Regions from separate parts of the Mus musculus genome. Here region 2 is linked to region 1. The links are chromatin contacts, called in public promoter capture Hi-C maps. All regions are on one chromosome and are shown on one strand. Each heading gives the region's core, a stretch centred on a gene start, on an enhancer-like site or on the middle of the called end of the contact. The rest is flanking DNA. Distances are from core to core; before and after follow the strand shown. Region 1 overlaps Tcf7l1 (transcription factor 7 like 1 (T cell specific, HMG box)). Region 2 has its middle 37 kb from the start of Tcf7l1.

What was found. Promoter capture Hi-C pulls out the DNA fragments that hold promoters and counts their contacts.
Region 2: a contact with region 1 is called in a promoter capture Hi-C map of embryonic stem cells. The contact joins two enhancer-like sites. A contact is called at or near these places in 5 of 39 promoter capture datasets (the C10 cell line, the HPC-7 cell line, cranial neural crest and 2 more), 3 of 484 Hi-C or Micro-C datasets (the CH12 cell line, spermatogonial stem cells and undifferentiated spermatogonia) and 6 of 115 datasets of contacts at active chromatin or transcription factors (craniofacial prominence, embryonic hindbrain, embryonic stem cells and 2 more).

Annotation. Positions count from the first base shown.
Region 1 is chr6:72,696,807-72,702,375 of GRCm38.p6, forward strand. The region is part of intron 3 of Tcf7l1 (transcription factor 7 like 1 (T cell specific, HMG box)); the gene reads right to left. Among named protein-coding and RNA genes, the nearest start is that of Gm31249, 40 kb to the right of the region's middle. Within about 2 kb of position 2,880, at least 41 of the 459 cell types and tissues checked have an H3K27ac peak or open chromatin away from gene starts, as enhancers often do. A contact at or near this core is called in embryonic stem cells, where this site is marked.
Region 2 is chr6:72,823,671-72,829,297 of GRCm38.p6, forward strand. No RefSeq gene overlaps it. Among named protein-coding and RNA genes, the nearest start is that of Tcf7l1, 37 kb to the left of the region's middle. Within about 2 kb of position 1,486, at least 40 of the 459 cell types and tissues checked have an H3K27ac peak or open chromatin away from gene starts, as enhancers often do. A contact at or near this core is called in embryonic stem cells, where this site is marked.

The sequences.
Region 1 (5,569 bases), core at 1,630-4,129:
TCTCATCTGGAGTGCCATCACCTGCCCTGGCCTGCCTGTCTCATCTGGCCCTGTCAGCCCAGGCTCTCAGCATTTGTCATTCCCACCCCATCGCTCCAGCACTGGTGAGCATGTCTTAGGAGTGAGAAACCTGGGAATCTATGTGCTCGCCTTTGTGCCCCATGCTCTGGTCCCTCCCCACCCCTTACAATCTGGTACCCCCACCCCCTCCCCGCCCTCTCCTTGTCTCTGCATTATCTTTAACTTTGTCCCCTGCCCCCTACTGTTTACACAGCTGCGGAATGAGGGGATGCAGCTTCTCCTGTTTGCAAGCCCAGGGTTAAATATATGTGTATTTCCGGCTCCCCACAACTCAGGCATTGGGAATGCTATCCGGGGACCCAACCTCCTGTAAATAGACCGTGAGCTGCTAATGGCACTTTCTGGGGATGGAAAAGCATATTGAACCACTTACTGTGCATGACCTTATAGAGGATGCTGGTGTAGGCTTTCCTGAAGCCCAAGGAAGGGGCTGCTACTCCACAAAGATGAAGCTTCTGTGAAGCAAGTGACAGCCATAGACTGCCACATTGCAGACCTCGGGTTCACCAAAGTTCCAGCCAGAAACCACAATTAGAATAGAGACCTTTGAGTGGGGTAACCCGGAGCCCAAGACACGGCTGAGTGTTGTGGGCACACAGATAGAAATGAAAACAAAGCAAGACGAACTGTCTGGGAGTTCCTGTAGTATTTGGGGTGTCCTGCAGTGTTTGAGACAGTCATTTCTGGGACCACACCCCAGGGTAGATAGGAAAACTAGGCCAGATACTCTAGAAAGCATCACCTTAGCAAGAGCTGGCAGAGGCAGGCTCTCAGGTTAATTTGGATCTATAGAGATGAGAGAATTAACAAGAGACCTGGAGACACCGCCCTAATCTGGAGACACCACCCTAAGGTCTCAAGAGCACAGCATAGGACAAGCTGGTACCTTGATGGTGTGGTGGTCAACAGGCTTTGGATTTGGCCATTTCAGTCACCACAAATGTCCCTGAAATCCCTCACTTCTTTCTTGTCTACATCATCCTGCAGTCCTAGAAAGCCGGGAGACTTACAAGGCATCTGAGACTAAACGCAGAACTGTCACAGCCTTCATTTTGACTTTCCTCAAGGGGCTGAGCCTGGAGCCTTAGCGAACACACAACCCTCTTTCCTTTTCAACATCAGATCTAATTTACTCAAGTCTGGTCTTGAACTTACCAAGTATCTGGGGATGTCCTTAAACGTTTGACTTCCTGAATGTGGGGTCTACACAGTGTGCCACCATATCTGATTTGGTATTAGTAATAAAACCTAGGGCATCCTATATGCTGAGCATGTTCCCTCCCAGTGGAGCCTTACCTCCAGCCTCGAATGTCTTATGTTTAAGACTTTGCCTCACCTGTCCTACTCACTGGGGGGCCCCAGCAAAGGGGCCCAGAATCTTCAAGTTACTTTTGTTTTGAAACAGTCACTAAAAAGATCTGGGTTTAACACAGAAGTGGATGCTCACAGTCAGCTATTGAATGGACCACAGGGCCCCCAATGGAGGAACTAGAGAAAGCACCCAAGGAACTAAAGGGAACTGCAACCCTATAGGTGGAACAACAATATGAACTAACCAGTACCCCGGAGCTCTTGTCTCTAGCTGTATATTTATCAAAAGATGGCCTAGTCGGCCATCACTGCAAAGAGAGGCCCATTGGACTTGCAAACTTTATATGCCCCAGTACAGGGGAACGCCAGGGCCAAAAAGGGGGAGTGGGAGGGTAGGGGAGTGGTGGTGGGTGGGTGGGTATGGGGGACTTTTGGTATAGCATTGGAAATGTAAATGAGCTAAATACCTAATAAAAAATGGAAAAAAAAAGATCTGGGTTTTGTTAGGCATGAAGATACATGCCTGCAGTCTTGATGCTGAGGCAGGAGGATTGCGCAAGTCAAGTGTCAGCCTGCTTGGCCTACATAGCAAGACCCTGACGCAAATAAAACAAACAATATATGGGTCTCAAAGGATGCACTGAAAGGAGCATCAGGTGGTAGAGACCAAACCAGGACTCTGACCCCGGTCAGGACCCCGACCCTCTACAGAAGAACCTGGGAAGACCTGCTTCTAAAACCAAGAATCTGTCCAGGAGCCCACGACAAACGTGACCCAGATCAAAGAATGGAGTCAGGAAAGCTCTGCTAGTCTGAGCAGGGTGCTACAGGGCAACACAGGGCCACATGTTCACCCACAGCCACAGGGCCTGAGCTCATTACTCTCCTCAGGGTTGCTAAAGTCATCCCGCCCTGACCTATGTAGTAGTTGCTAGGCAGCCATGTTTTGTTGTCATCTCTAAAGGACGCATGACTAACACTTGGGTTGGTAGAGCACATCACAGGTATAAGGCCTAGCAGCCTCTTGGTCTCTCACAGGACAGAAGACACATTGCCTATGGCAATACCACAAGGCCTATATTACCGGAATAGAAACCTCCTCCTTCCTGCAGTGTCCCTTCAAAGCCCAGAGGATGATGGTAACCAACTGAGCACATGGTAAGTTCTGCCCTGAAGGACATGGAGACAGGGCAAGAATCTATAATCAAAATAATGTTTGTTTATTTGCTTGCTTGCTTTGCTTTGCTTTGGGTTAATATTGGGGTCTTATTTCTACTTAGTACACACCTGGGCTTAAACTGAAGGCAAATGAAAGCCACTCTGACAGTCATTTCCTTGCCCTCTCTCTGAATCCAATAGGCACCAGTGGTTAACAGTATGGTGGCAACAAGTGGGTCAAAGGTCAGCCCCTCAGCCAGGGCTGGTTTCCATGGAGATGAGTCCTATTCATCTAGCACACAGAGCCTCTTCACAGCCACTTACACACAATTGAGCTATTACTGGGAGCCCAGGAGAGCCGTGTCTGGACCACAGTGCACTAGACAGGGCAGGGTTTAATGGAGCTGATTAAATGGTAGTCAGGGAATTACCCAGAGCAGGATTTGGGAATACCCTTCAGAAACAACTTAAATCCCCAAGCTTCATCCCCATTTCCCTCGCACAGCTCCCTTGAATAGAGTCTCCACGACCAATGTCCCCTTTGTGTAGGACAATGGCAGTGTCTACATTCTGCTGCTTACCTCCCCTTTCTTCCCACATGCCTAGAGCTGAGAGGACAAACCCAGTCTGAGACCCTGCACCTTGACGGCCCCACCTTTAGCATCTTTATCCTATTCTAGGTACTCAATGGTATTTGTTTCGAGATAAGAGTCTTGTTATGTAGCCCAGGCTGGACTCAAACTACTGTCAAACAAAGACAGGCTCTTGTCTCTTGTTGCCTTAGCCTTCCCAGGAGCTGGGACTATACAGGCTTGTACCACCACACCAGCTTATGATGGCATGATTTAATTATATATTTTTTAACTATAGAGGTATCAACTCAAGGCTGAGACTATAGCTCAGCTGATAAGAGTTTGCCCTAGTAACATATAAATGAGCCATAATGGTACAGGGCTGTAATCCCAACAATCAGCGGATAGAGGCAGGAAGATGAGAAATTCAAGGTTACTCTTGGCTACATGGGGAGTTTGAGACCAGCCTAGGTTGCATGTGACTGCCTCGCAGAAAAATAGTTTAATTTCTGTTGCTATAATGTATCTTGGAAAGGGAGAAAAGGGAATCAAAGGGAAAACAGAATTTAATTCAGCTTACAATTCTAGGGTATAGTCCATGCACCATTAGGAAAACAAACAAACAAACAAAACCCATCAAGACAGAATCTTGAAACAGCTAGCCACAGCCAAGATCAGAGAGAAACAAATGCATCCGTGGACACTTGCTTGCTTGCTTGCTTGTTTGCTTGAGTCTAGGGAATAGTGCCACCCACAGGGGGCTGGGCTGTCTCACATTAGCCAATTAAGACAATCCCCCACAAATAAACTCACAGGCTAACCCAATGTTGACAATTCCTCATTGAGACTTTCAGATTAGGTGATTCTAGGTTTTGTCAAATTGACAGTTAAGGCTAACTATCACAGATAATGAGCTCAAACACTTACAAACTGGGTGGTGGTGATGGTACACGCCTTTGTTCCCAGCGTTCAGGAGGCAGAGGCAGGCAGATTTCTGTGAGGCAGAGGCAGGCAGATTTCTGTGAGTTTGAGGCCAGCATGGTCTACAAAGTGAGTTCCAGGACAGTTAAGGCTACACAGAGAAACCCTATGGGGTCAGGGAGAAGATGATATTCCCTCATTAAAAACTAACATGAGCGTGAAAACTAGAAACCGCTGAACTATTCCTCAATGACTGAATGATTGAATAAACAAGCTCAATGTGGAACACCACTTAGTGATGGAGAAGCACAGCTCCAGGCAGTCACATGGACAGATATCCTGAGAGAAGGAAGCAAGGCTCCCAAAACTGCACAGATACGAACCCCGAGAGGTCATCCTGGAAAAAGTCCAAACAGTAGGGATAAAGACTAGAATTGCCAGAATTAAAGGCTGGCTATAGGAGAACTACTGACTTTGAAGGAAATGGCCAGAAATATTATTATTCTAAAATTTAGAGCAATTTAGAATCTAGATGGTGACACTTCTACAATTTGAAGCCAGGCATAGTGGTGCATGCCTTTAAACCCAGTAATTGGGAGGCAGAGACAAGCAGGTCTCTTGAGTTCCAGGACAGCCAGAGTTTCATAGTGAGAGCCTGTCTCAAAAATGAAACAAAATGAAACCAACCAACCAACCAACCAACCAAAATAAAAAACAGTTGTATAATTTGCTAAGACTCCAAAAGCGAATTTTCTGGTATGTTTTGTGTGTGGTGCATGTTTCTGAGAGTGTACATGTACACTCAAGGATGTATATGCACATATACACAAGGATGTATATGTATATTATATGTATGTGTATATGTTTGCACATAGGTGTTGAGGCCATAGGGCATCTTCAGGTGCTGTCTAGGATTTTTTTTTAATATTTATTTATTTATTATATGTAAGTACACTGTAGCTGTCCTCAGATACTCCAGAAGAGGACATCAGATTTCGTTACGGATGGTTGTGAGCCACCATGTGGTTGCTAGGATTTGAACTCTGGACCTTCGGAAGAGTAGTCGGCGTTCTTATCCACTGAGCCATCTCACCAGCCCCCTAGGATGTTTTTTTGAAACAAGGTTTTAACCCCCCTGGCCTACAGCTCACCAAGAAGGCTAGGTACAGCAGCAGGCCTTTGGTCTACCCATCTTCCCCACTCCTGAACTCAGAGATCAAGTCGGTGGCACCATGCCTGGCTTTTAAGAAAAACTGAGCTCAGTCAGGGCTTCATCTCTGGTCCCTGTGACTCCATGGTATTTTGTGTCTCTCCATCCTCCGTGATGCCAGATCACAGATGCTTGGACTTGAGCTCTTCAAAGAGCACGGAGGAAACAGTGCTGAGTCCTCAGGCCAGGATAACACAGACATCTGCATTGTCCCCCAAGTTACAGCTGCGACCCTGTGAGCACAGTGCACCACTTTGAACTATGGACTGCTCTCTCCAGCCGGGCAAAGGTAAAGATGACGATTAAAAGTCAAAAG
Region 2 (5,627 bases), core at 236-2,735, 130 kb after region 1:
GAAGGTCATGAAAATGGGGTGTGGTGAACCATGCCTTTAATCTCAGCACAGAGGTGGGTCTCTGTGAGTTTGAGGCCAGCTTGGCCCACAGAGTGAGTTCTAGGACAGTCAGGGTTACACAGAAAAACCCTGCTTAGAGAGAGAGAGAAAGAGAGAGAGAGAGAGAGAGAGAAGAGAAGAGAAGAGAAGAGAAGAGAAGAGAAGAGAAGAGAAGAGAAGAGAAGAGAAGAGAAGAGAAGAGAAGAGAAGAGAAGAGAAGAGAGAGCATGGATATGATAGGGTCCAGGTCTAGGACTGTGTTTGCTTAAGTGGCCCCTCACTACCCCCTATCTCTGAGGGTTGACATCTCATAGACTCCCCTTTTACTGAGCTGTAGGACCTACAGAGACTTCTAGATGCCAAGAACCCATGCCACTTGGGCCCGTGGTTTAGAGTCTTACTTTGCAATAGATGGTTGTTGGTGTGATACCCAATCTTTGTTGTCATCTTGCCGGGACTTGGTCACCTAGGTGACACATTCTGGGCTTGTCTGTGAAGGTTTTTCGTTTCGTTTTTTTTTAAAAGATTTATTTATTTATTTATTTATTATATGTAAATACACTATAGCTGTCTTCAGACACTTTTTCTTCTCTCTCCAGCCCTGCTCGCTCTGGACCAAAGATTTCTTCATTCATTATGTGTAAGTACACTGTAGTTGTCTTCAGACACCCCAGAAGAGGGCATCGGATCTCATTATGAGATGGTTGTGAGCCACCATGTGGTTGCTGGGATTTGAACTCAGGACCTCTGGAAGAGCAGTCAGTGCTCTTAATCTCTGAGCCATCTCTCCAGCCCCCTCGTTTTTTTGTTTTGTTTTTTTTTTTGTTTTTTGTTTTTTGTTTTTTTCCGAGACAGGGTTTTTCTGTGTAGCGAAACTCAGAAATCCGCCTGCTTCTGCCTCCCAAGTGCTGGGATTAAAGGCGTGCGACACCACCGCCCGGCTCGTGAAAGTTTTTCTAGAAAAGTTTAATGGAGGAGGGAAAACCCACTCTGAGCTGAAGGTGCTCTCCTGTGGGTTCTCATCCTGAAGAAAAATGAAGAGGAGAAAGCAGAACACCAGCTTCTCCCTCCCCTCCCCCTCCCTCTCTCCTTCCCTCTCCCCACACCTCCTGAGCAACTCACCACCACCCCTGCTCCCACCATAGTTGTTCAAACTAAGAGCCAAAATGAGCCCCTCTTTCCTTAAGTTGCCTTTATCAGTGATTTCATCCCAGCATGGGGGGGGGAGGGGCGGGGGGGGAGGGAGAAGGCTAAAGGCCGAGAGAACAGGTCGTTAACAGGTTGCTTTGCGGTGGCTTCCGAGACCCCTCCCTGCTCTGGGTCCCCACCCCTACAAATCTGACTACAACTCAAGCTGTTGCCAGGATCTCTGCTTCTCCTGATATCTGTATCGGAGCTGTTCTTAGCCGCTAGTCTGTTTCCTCCCGTTTCCTCCCGGAAAGCTCGTGCTGAGGAGAGAGGCAGGTTTCGGCTTCCTGGAATCGCCACAGAGAGAAAATAACCAGATTGCTGAGCCTCCTGCGAGTCCGAGACTCTTACCCCTACTCTGACAGGCCTGATCTGCTGCCTGGCGTCTTTCTGTACCAGTCTCTTCCTCCGAGGAAGGCTGCGGACTCACTGGCCTCTGCCAGGAGGATGATTGACAGCTGGAGCTCCTAGTGGGGCTCATTAAGAGTAGCTGGGTGGGCTACGGGGGTCTCGAGCTGCTGCCCTCCCCTGCCAGGCCCAGGCCCAGGCACCGTGCTAAGAGTGGATTGCGGTCTCCCAGTCTGGATGTCCTTTGCATCCCACCAGCTTGAGGCCCCAGCTGTGTCCCCCGGTAGAGGATCAGGCTCTGCTCCCACAGGCCTGGAAGTCAGTCTGGAATATTCATGAGTTGCAGAGCCTCATGCCCTCCAGCCCGCAGGGCTACACCACCCCTCCCAGCGCCCCCCGCCCCTCATTCCATCCCCCTGGCACGTGCTCCTCACTGCCTTCTGTCCAGACACCAGGAGCCCGCACCTCTCCCAGCTCCGCATCTCTCTCAAGAAGCTACTTGTAGTCTTGCAACATGCTGGACCTGCCTGTCATCGTTTTGGTTTGCAAATCGAACCTGTGAAAAGCTTCTTGCCCTGTGTGATATTAAAAACCAGGTGTAGACACTGCTTTGTCTGACATGGCGAGAAGTTGCCGCAGCCATAGTTGTCGGTTTGATTCAACTCTGTCGATGTCTCTACTGTTACTCCACAAATAAAGGCAAAAAAAAAAAAAAAAAAAAAAAAAAAAAATCAGCTTTTTCCATTGGGAAGGGAAAAGACCGTTATTTTTTTGCCAGATGTTCAGGAACAAGGACCTTGTTAGTTATTCGTGTGTATGTGGAGTTGTGTGTATCAGTAGAGATGTGCATAGAGGCGTTGGATCTCCTGAAGGTGGAGTTGCATGCAGGCTCTTGTGAGGCACCCAAAGTGGGAGCTGGGTACTAGTCCTTTGCAAGAGCCATATGTGCTCAACTGACAATGCTAAGCTAGCTCCTAGCGGGGCTCATTAAGAGAAGCGGGGTGGGCTCATGGATCCAAATCCAGTCTTAGTTACCCCCAACTTGGCAAGTTGAAAGGCCACTTCTGGGCAGTAAAGCCCCTGGCTCCCTCCCAAGGACCTGGTCACTATCCTCTTCTCTTGGTTCTGCTCTCCGTGGGACAGGGACAAATCTGAGGATCGTGACCACTCCCTTCTCACTGGGCTCAGTCAGCAGAGAATGGGGGCTGTCAGCAGAATCAGAATAGTGAAAGGGGTGCGGAGGGGCAAGTGGGGATCCTAATGAAGGAAGAGGTGTCATGGGTAACAGGACCCCGGACCATAGAGTGACTGACACCATGTTAGAGGTACCATTCTGACTTTAAAACCCAGCATGTAGGCTCCAACAGCTGACGAGCTGTTCATAGTTCCAGGAAAGTCCCCAAATAAAAAGTATCTGAAAGTGCTAACTTTGCTTTTTGGCTTTTGTAGTTCTGTGTCCTTCTAACTGAAGTGTGACAACCAGAATATAGTGTTTATATGTAAAAGACATGTACAGGGCACGGCATGTAAGGCTTGGGGCTGCAGGATGTGGGCAAGTTCTCCGTGCAGTCACCGGCCAGCTATAAGAGCTTTTCCTGGCTTTAACAGTCTTAGTGTGGTACTCTCTGGTGGGCATCTGGTACTTACAGCATTGGGGATGCTCTGAGCCTGAGCACCAGAGTCCATCCACAGGGAGGTTCTAGAGGAAGCATCGGTTTGACACTTGTCCTTAGGTCATGTCTGGCCTCTGAGCTCTACTCTCCACATCTGTAAAACGGTACCACAATGCCTTCCTTAAAGGTGTATCGGGAAGACCCCATGGCATGGCATGCGACTGCAGGGTGCCGAGCGGAGCACAGCATGGTAAGTGATGCGGAAATAAACCCTGAGAGGATAGTTTTTCACATTTTTTTTTCCCCTTCAAGACTGGGCCTCGGGGGCTGGTGAGATGGCTCAGTGGGTAAGAGCACCCTACTGTTCTTCCGAAGGTCCAGAGTTCAAATCCCAGCAACCACATGGTGGCTCACAGCCATCTGTAACAAGATCTGACGCCCTCTTCTGGAGTGTCTGAAGACAGCTACAGTGTACTTACATATAGTAAATAAATAAATCTTAAAAAAAAAAAAAAAAAGACTGGGCCTCATTATATAGCCTTGGCTGGCCTAGAACACTCTATGTAGACCAGGCTGGCCTCAGACTCACATGTTCTCTACCTCCCATGATGGGATTAAAGGTGTGTGCCATCACAGCTCAGCCTTTTTTGTCTCTCACCACCACCCCCTCCCCCCCTTTTGGGTTTTGAGAATGGTTCTCACTCTGTAGTCAAGGCTGGCCTGGAACTCATGGTCCTCTCACCTTACCTTATCCCTCTCTGGGATGTCAGGTGTGCTGGGATGTCAGGTGTGCTGGGATGTCAGGTGTGCTGGGATGTCAGGTGTGCTGGGATGACTGATAAGTGTGCTGGGATGTCAGGTGTGCTGGGATGACTGATAAGTGTGCTGGGATGACAGGTGTGCTAGGATGACTGACAGGTGTGCTGGGATGACTGTCAGGTGTGCTAGGATGACTGACAGGTGTGCTAGGATGACTGACTGACAGGTGTGCTGGCATGACAGGTGTGCTGGGATGACAGATGAGTGTTTCCATTTTCTGAAAAGATTTTTGTTGTTGTTTTTTTCTCATTTTTTGGTTTATTTATTTGTTTACTTATTTACTTAATTTTAACAAGATCTTTCTACATAACCTGTTATGGAACTCACTACATAGACCAGGCTGACCTTGAACTTAAGAGATCTGCCTGCCTCTCTCTCCCAAGTGCTGGAATTAAAGCTGTGTGTTACCATGCCCTGCCTAAAAAAGATTTTTTAATTGGTCAACACGACTTCTCTTGAAAGGTGGGCCCTCGATTAAGAAACTGACCAGAAAGATTATAAAGCCATGGGAGGCTGGGGGCTCTGACAGGCTTGACAGTGGCAGCAGATGTCTTTTCCTAAGCTAAAGTCCCCACCTCCCTGTAGTCTCCCCTCCCCCAGCCTGAAACCTGCTTGCTCAGGGGTGGAGCTTCCTGCTCATTCGTTCTGCCACGCCCACTGCTGGAACCTGCCGCTTTGCTGTTTGGAGCCACACACGTGCTCACCTTTCTACTGGATCAGAGATTATTCGGCGGGAATCGGGTCCCCTCCCCCTTCCTTCATAACTAGTGTCGCAACAATAAAATTTGAGTTTTGATCAGAATGAATTTGTCTTAGCTCCGTTTCTTCTTTCGCCCCCTAGATTCCTCTCTTACAGCTTGAGTAGCCATATCAGTCGAACCGTTCACGTTACGAGCTGCTGGCGGCCGCAACACCTCCCTATTCCCTTTTCATTGAGACCTGTATGTGTGATGTATGTGGATATGTGTGCAAAGGTATCTGGGGGCCAGAAGAGCATATCTGGTGTCCTGCTCTACCACTCTGCCTTATTCCCAGAGACAGGGCCTCTCACTGAACCTGGAGATAGACTGGCTGCCAGCAAGCCATAACAATCCCCCATGTTTGTCCCTCACAGCACTGAGGCTACCCACATAGCAGTGTATAGCTTTTTATGTGGGGTCTAAGAATTTGAACTCAGATCCTCTGTGGGTCAGCCCTATTTTCCTCTCCGGGAAGAAATAAGGCCCAGACTGAACTACCACTAAAGAGCAACATCAGGGCTGGGCTGACTGCTCAATGCTTAAGACTGAACACTGCTCTTGTGTAGGACCCCAGTGTGGTTCCCAGGACCTATGTCAGGCTGTTCCTAGCCTCCTGTAACCTCAGTCCCAGTTAACTGCTGCCCTCTTCTGGCATCCACAGGCACTACACTCATGTGCGTCCACATTTGCACCTAAGTAAAAGATGAAACAAAGGCTCCAGGGGCTGAGGGGAAGGGAGGAGAAGGGACATTTGTTTGCTTGCTTGTTTGTGGCACTGGAGTTTGAACCCAGAGCATCTCACACACTAGGCAAGCACGGTCTCCTTGGGCTAAGTTCCTGCCTAGGAGGATTTTGTTGTTTCTTAAATCTTTCTCTTCCC